Linked DNA regions of Sus scrofa: region 1 is linked to region 2. The links are chromatin contacts, called in public Hi-C maps. All regions are on one chromosome and are shown on one strand. Each heading gives the region's core, a stretch centred on a gene start, on an enhancer-like site or on the middle of the called end of the contact. The rest is flanking DNA. Distances are from core to core; before and after follow the strand shown. Region 1 overlaps SRGAP3 (SLIT-ROBO Rho GTPase-activating protein 3). Region 2 overlaps SRGAP3 (SLIT-ROBO Rho GTPase-activating protein 3).

The links. A called contact is a pair of places that touch in the nucleus more often than the background predicts.
Region 1: a Hi-C map of adipose tissue shows a contact between it and region 2, with 6 times the contacts expected there. The contact joins two enhancer-like sites. A contact is called at or near these places in 1 of 5 promoter capture datasets (liver), 29 of 47 Hi-C or Micro-C datasets (adipocytes, adipose tissue, alveolar macrophages and 17 more) and 2 of 2 datasets of contacts at active chromatin or transcription factors (alveolar macrophages and skeletal muscle).

The regions. Positions count from the first base shown.
Region 1 is chr13:65,688,244-65,693,217 of Sscrofa11.1, forward strand. All of the region lies in intron 2 of SRGAP3 (SLIT-ROBO Rho GTPase-activating protein 3), which reads right to left. Among named protein-coding and RNA genes, the nearest start is that of THUMPD3, 30 kb to the right of the region's middle. Within about 2 kb of position 3,533, at least 23 of the 83 cell types and tissues checked have an H3K27ac peak or open chromatin away from gene starts, as enhancers often do. A contact at or near this core is called in adipose tissue and subcutaneous adipose tissue, where this site is marked.
Region 2 is chr13:65,365,976-65,370,702 of Sscrofa11.1, forward strand. SRGAP3 (SLIT-ROBO Rho GTPase-activating protein 3) reads right to left here. Exons shown (of 25, transcript XM_021071097.1): 25 at 1,621-4,727. Among named protein-coding and RNA genes, the nearest start is that of RAD18, 9.2 kb to the left of the region's middle. Within about 2 kb of position 2,601, at least 9 of the 83 cell types and tissues checked have an H3K27ac peak or open chromatin away from gene starts, as enhancers often do. A contact at or near this core is called in adipose tissue and subcutaneous adipose tissue, where this site is marked.

The sequences.
Region 1 (4,974 bases), core at 2,283-4,782, 320 kb after region 2:
TATGCAGAAGTAAATAAGTGAAATAGCCTCTGATCCCTATTTCTCTGTCAACACTGTGAAGACCTCAGCTGCTACTCCTATCCTTGGAGCTTACTCCACTTCACCCACACTGGCTGCCTTGCCATTCCTCTGACACATGAAGTGCCCACCTGAGGGCATTTACACTTGCTATTCCATTCACCTGGAGAGTATTTTCCTCCAACAGCCACATGGCTTGTTCATTCATCTTCAAATCTACTCAAACACCACCTTCTCAATGAAGTCTTCCCTCACCAGTCCATTAAAAGTTATCCTCTTTCCCTATTGTTTCCCCTTTGCACATATCCACTTTTTAAAAGCTTACAATTTGCTTATTTTATTGTCTGTCTCCACCCATTAGAATATAATTCCTTGAAGGCAGGGATTTTTGTCTTGTTTACTGTTGTATCTTAGTGTCTGGAACAACACTGTTACGTGGCAGGCACTCAATAATAGTTACTAATAAATGAATGAAGATATAATGTGAAAAATATAACATTTGGTACAAAAAGAGCTTATGGGAATACTGAGGAGAGATGTCTAACCCATTTGAGGAAGTTGGGCAGAGCACAAGAGGGTGGGAAGATGTTCGGAGCAGAGACCCAAAGTAAAGACACAATCTCTGCATACAGAGCAGGAGAGAAAAAAAGGGTCCATATGATGAAAGAGATGCAATACAGCCAACTTTCTGTCTTACTATAGCCCCTCACAATATGTATCCAGCCTCCCCTTTCCCTCTCCAGCTGAAGGGACGTGACTCCCCACCTCCAAATCCAGTTCTGCTCCTCGTTCCCCAGACAGACCTGACCTGAAATGGCAGGACATAAGCTGCTCCAGCACCTCCATGGAAACCAGCATTGAATCAGGTAGGAACTAGGCAGGAACTAGGCAACAGGAGCAGAGGGACTATGGTGGCATTGGAGCCCAGTTCTGATGACTAGACTCCAGCCTCATTCCCAGCATCTGGAGCCTTATCTTGGCTAATATCCAGTTCCTTTGGACTCTAGACCTGCCTTGACATGACTGCTTTTAAAAACAGAAAACTGGGAGTTCTTGTGGCGCAGTGGAAACGAATCCAACCAGGAACCAAGAGCTTGTGGGTTCCACCCCTGGCCTTGCTCAGTGGGTTGTGGATCCTGCGTTGCTATGGCTGTGTGTAGGCCAGCAGCTGTAGCTACAATTAGACCCCTAGCCTGGGAACCTCCATATGCCACGGGGGCGGCCCTTAAAAAAAATAAATAAATAAAGGCAAAAAAATAAAATACAATTAAAAATTTTAAAAAATTAAAAAAAACAGAAAACCCCTTGTTCTCATCATGGTTCAGTGGTAACAAACCTGACTAGTATCCATAAGGATGCAGGTTTGATCCCTGGCCTTGCTCAGTGGGTTAGGATCTGGCATTGCTGTGGCTGTGGCATAGGCCAGCATGTGCAGCTCCAATTTGACCCCAGCCTGGGAACTTCCATAAGCTGCAGGTGCAGCCTTAAAAAAAACAAAACAGGAGTTCCCGTCACGGTGCAGCGGAAATGAATCCCACTAGGAACCATGAGGTTGTGGGTTTGATCCTTGGCCTTGCTCAGTAGGTTAAAGATCCAGCATTTCTGTGAGCTGTGGTGTAGGTCACAGACACAGCTCAGATCTGGTATTGCTGTGGCTGTGGCATAGGCTGGCAGTTGTAGTTCCAATTAGACCCTTAGCCTGGGAACCTCCATGTGCCTCAGGTATGACCCTAGAAAACAAAAAACAAACAAACAAAAACAAAAAAGAACAGAAAACCCAACCCAAAGTGGCATAAGCACTAAAGAGATTTTTTGAGTGGAACAATTAGACATTCTAGTGGCAGGGATGGCCTCAGTCACAAGACTCAACTGATGTCATTGAGACTGGGTTTTTCTCCATTTCTTAGCTCTGCCTTCAGTGGGGTTGGCTTCATTCATCCTCAGGCTCTTCAAAAGCCCCCAGCCTCCGCAACAGCTTCAGGCTTTCTCTTCAGGGTGCCAAACTGAAGAGAAAGTTGTTTTTTTTTTTTTGTCTTTTTAGAGACACACCAGCCACATAATCCATTCGCAGCTTAGGGGTTCAATCTAAGCTGAAGCTGCCAGCCTACCCCACAACCACAAAGCAGGATCCAAGCCAAGTCTGCAACCTACACCACGGCTCATGGCAACCCACCCACTGACCGAGGCCAGGGATCGAACCCAAGTCCTCATGGATACTAGTCGGGTTGGTTACACTGAGCCACAATGGGAATTCCCAGCTCCACCTTCTCCCAGACTTTAACATCAGTGGGAGGAGGGCACCTGCCTCTTTCTCCCACCAATGCCAGAAAAGTCCTGGCTGCATTTCATTGGCTATGAAACCAAAGTCTATGCCCTTCCCAACCCCCACTCCCCCTCCATCCCCCCACCCCCCACCCCTCGTCCCCAAGCTGGGTGAGAGAAAGGATTTGCTAACTTGATTGGCCTGGAGCTAAGAATGGAGCCTTGCAGAGATCTGTAGCGGAAAGGAGAAAACGCAAATCTGGGCTGGAAACAGAAAGAAGGGGAATGGCTGCTGGAGGGGCAAACTACAACCTCTTAATCCAAATTTAGTTCCATAGCATGGCCTCCAACAACCCAGCCAAAGAGATAAATAACAGTTCTTGATTAGAGAATGTTTTACACTTTCTGCCACATTCTACAAAATTCAAAAATAAACAGTGAAATCATATCTTTTATGGTGAAATGAATATTAAATACATAAACCATTGAAACATATGGGGATCTAAATGATGATAATGATTTTTCAATATAATTTGCTTTCAGGATTTTCAAAAAATAATGTGATGCTATTAGCATTCATCTTCAAAAAAGTAGAATAAAATTCAGGAAAGTAAAACAGAGATGACCTAAATCATGCCTATTATCAAAAACCCATTTCAACAGATTCCAAAGGCTGTCTGAACTCCTCTCTGACAATGCAATTTTGCTCTGTCAAATATTTCATGAAAGTGGGTCACTGGCTAGAGTCAAAAACAGGGTTTTGTTTTTCTTTTTTAGTGTAGCAATTTGTCCCACATGATTTTTTTAAAACTGGATTTTTAATTGAGCCAGTGTTTTTGTCCATCTGAAGGAATGCATCAAATATATTTGTTTAGAAATCAGCTATCCTGGCGATTTATAAAACTTAAAGAAACATATAATTTAATAATTGTTCTTCCCCTTAACTACTTCCTGCTAAGCATCTCAAGGCGGGAGAGGTTAGATGAACATCTGGGGGGGGGGTTGGTTTTTTGTTTTTTGTTTTTTTTTTTCTTAAGCCTGAGAAACTGGAACTTCCCTACATTTCAAAGCACAAAGACATTATTCAAGGAAAGGGGCCAGGGAGGCAGAGCAATTCAATTTTGTAGGCCGCTGTGTACTTCTTCCTTTCTCCTGCCAAATCAGGGCTCACCCCGGTCCCAAGTGGACTACATGCGAGGCAGCCCTCTGTGAAAAAGTGAAAGCAGTCGAGGAAAAAGAAAAAGCGGCCAGCCAGGAGAGCCTGGGGAGCACTCATTATAACTGAATAGACCCAGTGAAAGGGGCTTTTTGCTGAGCTGCCTGGGTGGGGCCACTCCATTCAGGCTCCCATTGTAAATTCCATCTGTGTGCTATCATTTCCTGACCCAGAAACAGGAAAATGTTTGGACCATAAATTTCCCCAGGACCTGGCCTGGCCACAAAATTCATTACCTTTTAGGTTCACTGGCTCCTTGGATGTTTGGTAAAGGTTTGAGACCTCTGAGACCTATCTGCCTATAGTCACAGGCTAGATGCTTCCTACAGTAGTAGTTACGGCTCTGAATCTACCACACAGTTATAAACAAAATGAAAAAAAAAAAATTTATAACTGAACTTCATTCTTGGCCCTATTCAACCAGAGTGGTAAAAATGTAATCTCAGCTAATTTATTACTTATTTATTTATTGTCTTTTTAGGGCCGCATCTGCAGCATATGGAGGTTCCCAGGCTAAGGGATCGAATCAGAGTTGCAGCAGTCAGCCTATGCCACAGCCACAGCAACGCAGGATCAGAGCCTCATCTGTGACCACAGCTCACAGCAACTCAACCCACTGAGCAATGTCAGGGCTCAAACCCACGTCCTCATGCATACTAGTCGGGTTCATTACCACTGAGCTGCAGCAGGAGTGCCACCTCAGCTAATTTAAAGTCTTCATCCTGTTTTTAGGGAATGCCTCTTGGTTCTGGGTGTTTATGGAGAATCATGGGGGGTGGGGCATGTATCTGGTCCCTGCTGTCATGTATCCATGCAGCTGTCAGATGAAATCGCCGTCACCTTGTTTGGCCTGTAGGCTGCAATCCTCACTGATCATCACTGACATGTCCCTCACCCAAGCTTCATGATGCCTTCCGGCCCAGCACCATTTCTGGGCCACACAGGGAAACAGGAATCTGCCAGTTGTGTCCTTTCTGCTCTACAAGACTTTGCCCAGAAAGCAGGACATAAGGCCCCTCTCTCTGGTCCCTGCTGCATCTCTAGGTCTATCATACCCCCAGTGTCTCTCCTCCTTCCCACCCTCACCTCCCCTTCAAAAAGTGGATTTTCTGTTCACCTGAGGGAGAATCTCTCTTCAAACCCCTTGTTCCCACTCATTCTGGCCATGTTCAGTGCTCTCAGTGTTCCCCTAAGAGCTTTAGACTTTTGGAAACCAAAGCAAGAAAGATTCCCATTTGTTTTTTTTTTTTTTTGCTCTGACATTTTCTTCCCTGAGTTAATGAGCACAGAATGGCCTAGAAGCTTAAATGGAGAAGGCTACATAAACAGAAGCGCTTCAGAAGGTGAAAAAAACTAATTTAAAATACACACATTAGCATTTTAGAATTATTATGTACTGTTATCTTGTAATATCTGCATTCTCCTTTTTTAATCTTCAAGGCAATCCTGTGAGGTAGATATTATTTTTCCTGTTTTGC
Region 2 (4,727 bases), core at 1,351-3,850:
AAGATTTAAACCCAGGCAGTCTGAGCTTGGAGTCCTCATTCACGTCCACGAGGTGGCTGTACTCCTCTTTGGCAATGGGTGCTGTGGGAAGACAAAGCATTTACCTAGAAGCGGGGATGTCATCCTGCATTGAGTCTGTCTGTGGACCTGGGGGAGGGGTGACAAAAAGATCCAAGATCCTGCTCTGACTTCATTTCTCAAGAGCTCCCCCTGGAGGGTGGTGCCCTTGTTACACTCCCGGGACTTGCCTGACCAGCATCATTTTCTCAGTCACAGATAGAATCCATCTCTTCCTGTGGGGGAGCCACTCTTATCTTACTTCCCACCAAGTGTTCAGGCAAGGCTGACCCCAGCCTCTAGCTCAGTGATTGGCCCATGGTAAACCTGTGACTTAAGCTAGGCCAGAGAAAATCTGAGACTTTTACTCATCTATTGGGAAACAGATACACCTTTTTTTTTTCTACATGTGTAGTTAAGAGCTAGGATGTAAGCTTGGAATCCCTTTGTGTCACTTTTGCTGTCATGTGGAAAGAGCCAGCCTAGGAATGTAGACGACATGAAGGAGAGCAAAGCTAGGGGTGGAGGGACAGAAGCTTGTGACATTGTTGGAACACCTAGATTCAGTCCTGCCTGAATCTCATTTTCCTTTTTGTTCAGATGGGGCAGAATTATTCCTTTTCATTTCAGACAGTCTGAGTTGGGTCTCTGAATCCTGATGTATGCATTTCTCAACAGCATGAAAGAAAGCAGAAAGGGCCAAGCTATTTATCAGGGCATCAAAGACCTAGGAGAACTGGTCTATGTTCAGTTAAAAGAACAGGCATGTGAAGAAGGAAACTCTTGTCCCATAGATTACAGGACTCTGTCAGCTGCCTCTAAAGAAGGTCTGTGCATTGGCTCCGTGCATAGGCCATTGATCTCCACATTAGAAAGCAAATAAGCCCCTTGTGGGGTAAGATGGGGGATATATGGATGGGCTCAGATTCTGACTCCTTCTCTTCCTAGCTTAACCTTGGCAAGCCACTTAGCCTCTCAGAGCCTCAGCTTACTTCTCTGCAGAATGAGGTTTGAAAAAGGTACTTACCTTTAATAGCCATTTTGAGAATTTGATGAGAAAATGCATGTAAAGGGCTTCATCTAGTGCCTAGGACAGAAATATGTGTCAACGAACACATCACACACACACATACGCACGCATACAGAAAAATTCCTAGGGACTGTATATGTGACAACAGGTGCTAAAATGTAGACAACAGGTGCTAAAATGGTTCATATGCCGTCACATTGGAAATTGGTATCCTGTGGCCTTGGATGAGCACTCTCCCGAAGGTGATCTCTGAAGATGATGGCTCCCCTTTCCCTTGCCTTTGCCATGACAGACCCAGTTCTTGCTTTACCAGCGGGCACCCCCCACTTACCTCCTTCATTTAGCTCGTCGTGGACATGCTCCTCCTTGGAACCTTGGCCTTCATCCTGTTGGATCTGAGCTAAAGGACATTTCAGAGATGCTTCCTGGGGGAAGCACACAGACTGTGGATGGAGGGTAGAACACTCCCCTCCTCCAGGACCTCCCCATCCCCGACAGGCCACCTCCCCTTTCCAAAAAGCCACCGGAGCACGTTTGAGAAAAGTTAAGCTGTTTTATTTCACAGGATAGCTCCACGTCAAACCAGCAGGCACCATCAGAACACGCGACAGAGGATCCAGCCAGACGCTACAGGACGGGCGCTGGGGTGTAAGGTAGAGAAAGGATGTCTGGGAAAGGGCAACACATCTCGTCACATGGGGACAGGCAACCAGCAATTTCCTAGGGTGGTTTCAATTTGTTTTTCCTGACACAGTTTGGGGAGGAAGGAAACCAAAGAAAATGAAATAGACCAGCCACTCTGAAGCAATCAGAACCAAACCGAATGCCAAACCATGTAAACAGTCACACTGCCGGGAACTAGAACCTGGGCAGAGACTCTGGCCAGAAACTCCTTCCATCTGAGGAAAGCAAAGTGCACTCTGGCTGTTCTGGTTCAAGGCTGTCGTTGGCCTGGGGCAGTTAACCCAGAAAGGAGGTGTCAGCAAGGGGCAGCGCGGGCCATTCGGCCGGTCCCAGAGGATGGGACAGCCGATCGCTGGCCAGGAGGCCTCCGACCTGACAGCCAAGTCCCTTCTCCCAGCTCCCCGGCAGCACTGGGTTTGTGGGGAATTCTCTACACGCTGCTCAGAGGAGCGGGGCCCCAGAGAACCGGGGCGGTTGACAGGAAACGTCAGCATTAGCTCTGCACAGCAGAAAATCATCTTACAGCACCTGGCTCACCCTGCCCTGCCCTTTTCCTCCCCGACCCCCCTCCCAGGGCCCGGCAGGGCCCCCGACACAGCTGGGAGCCAGCCTTTTCTCTTTCTGGGTTTCTCAGGAGGATGAGGCGTTTGCTCTAGTGTGGAACCGTCTGAATGTGTGAAAAGTTAGGAAGAGAGAGACTGGAAGAACCATTACATGAGTCCGCGTGGTTTTCTGTTGGCCGTGTGCGCGCGCTCAGCGCTAAGTCACCACCAGGTCCCAGGAAGTCCTCTGCCTTCGTGCTTCCCGAACAAGAGAGAAACACCCCGACCAGGCGCTCCGAGGGCCTCCGACGGAGAAGCCAGCCCCACGCGAGGCCCTGCCCCGCGCTGGCTGCCCCCCTGGGCACCATCACCCGGCTCTGGAGCGTTTATAAGGCGGATGCTGAACTGCTGGTTCGGCGGGCAGCAGAGGGAACAGCTCCACTTCCCCGCGTCTCTTCGCACTCAGATCTGTTCACAGGAACCTTTCCTCCCTTGGGAATACGTGTCTCTCCTGTCCCTGGGCCCCGGGGACCTCAGAGAAGAGACTCCCCAGTCTAATTCCCAAGCTGACAATTCCCTCCAGCTGTGCGTGCGCTCCGTCCGGGGTTCAAAAGGCGCTTCAAGGTGAGAAATCGTTAGCACTGAAAACAAGGAAAGGCAAGAATTTTTTTCACAGAATCCCACAGCTCAGAGCAGCTCTTTAAGAGGAAAAAGGACTAAAGGGAGAGAGGGGAAGTGGGGTAAGGAGTGTGGCTTGTTCTTAATTTTATCCAAGAAAGGTCCTTGGCGGCTGGAGGCTGGGCCCCAGGCCCAGGAAACTAGACCAGGAACGAATTGTCTTTGGTCAGTTTTAAATGAACATCTTGCTGGCTCATTTCTAAAGTAGACTGAACACCAATTACACATAAAGACAAAAGGCTTGACCTCAGGGTAAATTGAAGGTTAAGAAATCATTCTGTGAAGCAAAAAATAAAAATAAAAATAAAAATTGCCCGTTATCAATGAACTGATCAGTACAGCTTTCAGGAATGGTGATGGACAAGTAGGTAAACACCACTTCTCCTCGTACAATTGGTTATATTGAGGACTACTAACTAGGTTACTACATTTCCCCCACACTCACTGTACAGTTAGGTTTCTGGTATTTGTTTTTTACATTGATCTATCTACTAGGTGCAAAGATTTGGTGAGTGGCATTGGCTATAATTTAGTTGTAGCCTTTTTAAAAATTACAGTTTCACATTTTAACAGTTACTTTCCAGCATGTAAGCAAATACAGCAATATATAGTGAACTAACACAGGCAGGAGTCAGGAAGAGAATGCCAATGCTGTGACCATGACCGTGGGCGGGCCTAGATGCATGTGGAGGGGGCCTGAGACATGCAGGGCACCAGATGGGGGAGGTGGCGGGGGAGTGTTTTTCCATTTGGTTCTGCGTCAAGGCTCAGATTTGGGGCTGGATGACTGGGGTGTGAGCTTCCCTAAATGTGAACTCATCAGCCGTTTCCCAATGGAAAAATAGGTGCTTTAAGAAAACAGCTAAGGCTCTGCCTTCAGGTAATGTGGTGAGAGGCAGGCCTATTTACAATAAGGAAAAAGGTGACATTAGTCAAATCAGAGGAAAATCCCCATGATGTGACTGGTGTTATGTATATCAGGCAACAGATTTGAAAACTCACATGTTCTCTTTTCATCTGGTAGTTACGGCAGAGGATGTGACATTTCACACAGGAGCTCCTGCATTTACGGTCTGGGAGTATCTCTGGGGTGGAAATGAGGAGTCTTGTATCCTGCCTGCACATCACAGCATCCTTGCAAATAAATGACCTTAGGGGCTGGACCCAGCCCCACTCTCAGCCATCTATTAAATCCTGGACCAGTCACAGCCATCCCAAGGCCTTGTTTCTTTTCCTAAGTTGTAAAATGGGGATATCTCTATGTGCTCAAGGGCAGAGGGCTCCTAGCTGAGGCTCTTTCATTTCCAGGCGTTCTAAGCACAAGAAGGAAAGTCAGGTTCATTACTGGCTTCTCCCTAGCATTCTTTTTTTGTGCCCCGCTCCCCCTTTTCTTATTTTTACAGTTGCACCTGTGGCATATGGAAGTTCCCGGGCTAGGGGTCGAATAGGAGGTGCAGTTGCCGGCCACAGCCACAGCCATAACACAGGGTTCGAGCCGCATCCGTGAGCCACACCACAGCTTGCAGCAATGCTGGATCCTTAACCCACTGAGCAAGACCAGGGATCTAACCCACATCCTCACAGAGATAACACTCGGTCCTTAACGCACTGAGCCACAACAGGAGCCCCAGTGCCCTTTCTTAATTCTTCGCTCCACTGTGTGCTCTCAAGGCCATTCCTTCAGACAAGGCAGCATGACTCAACCTCCCTACACACCCAGGGAATGTGGCTTCACA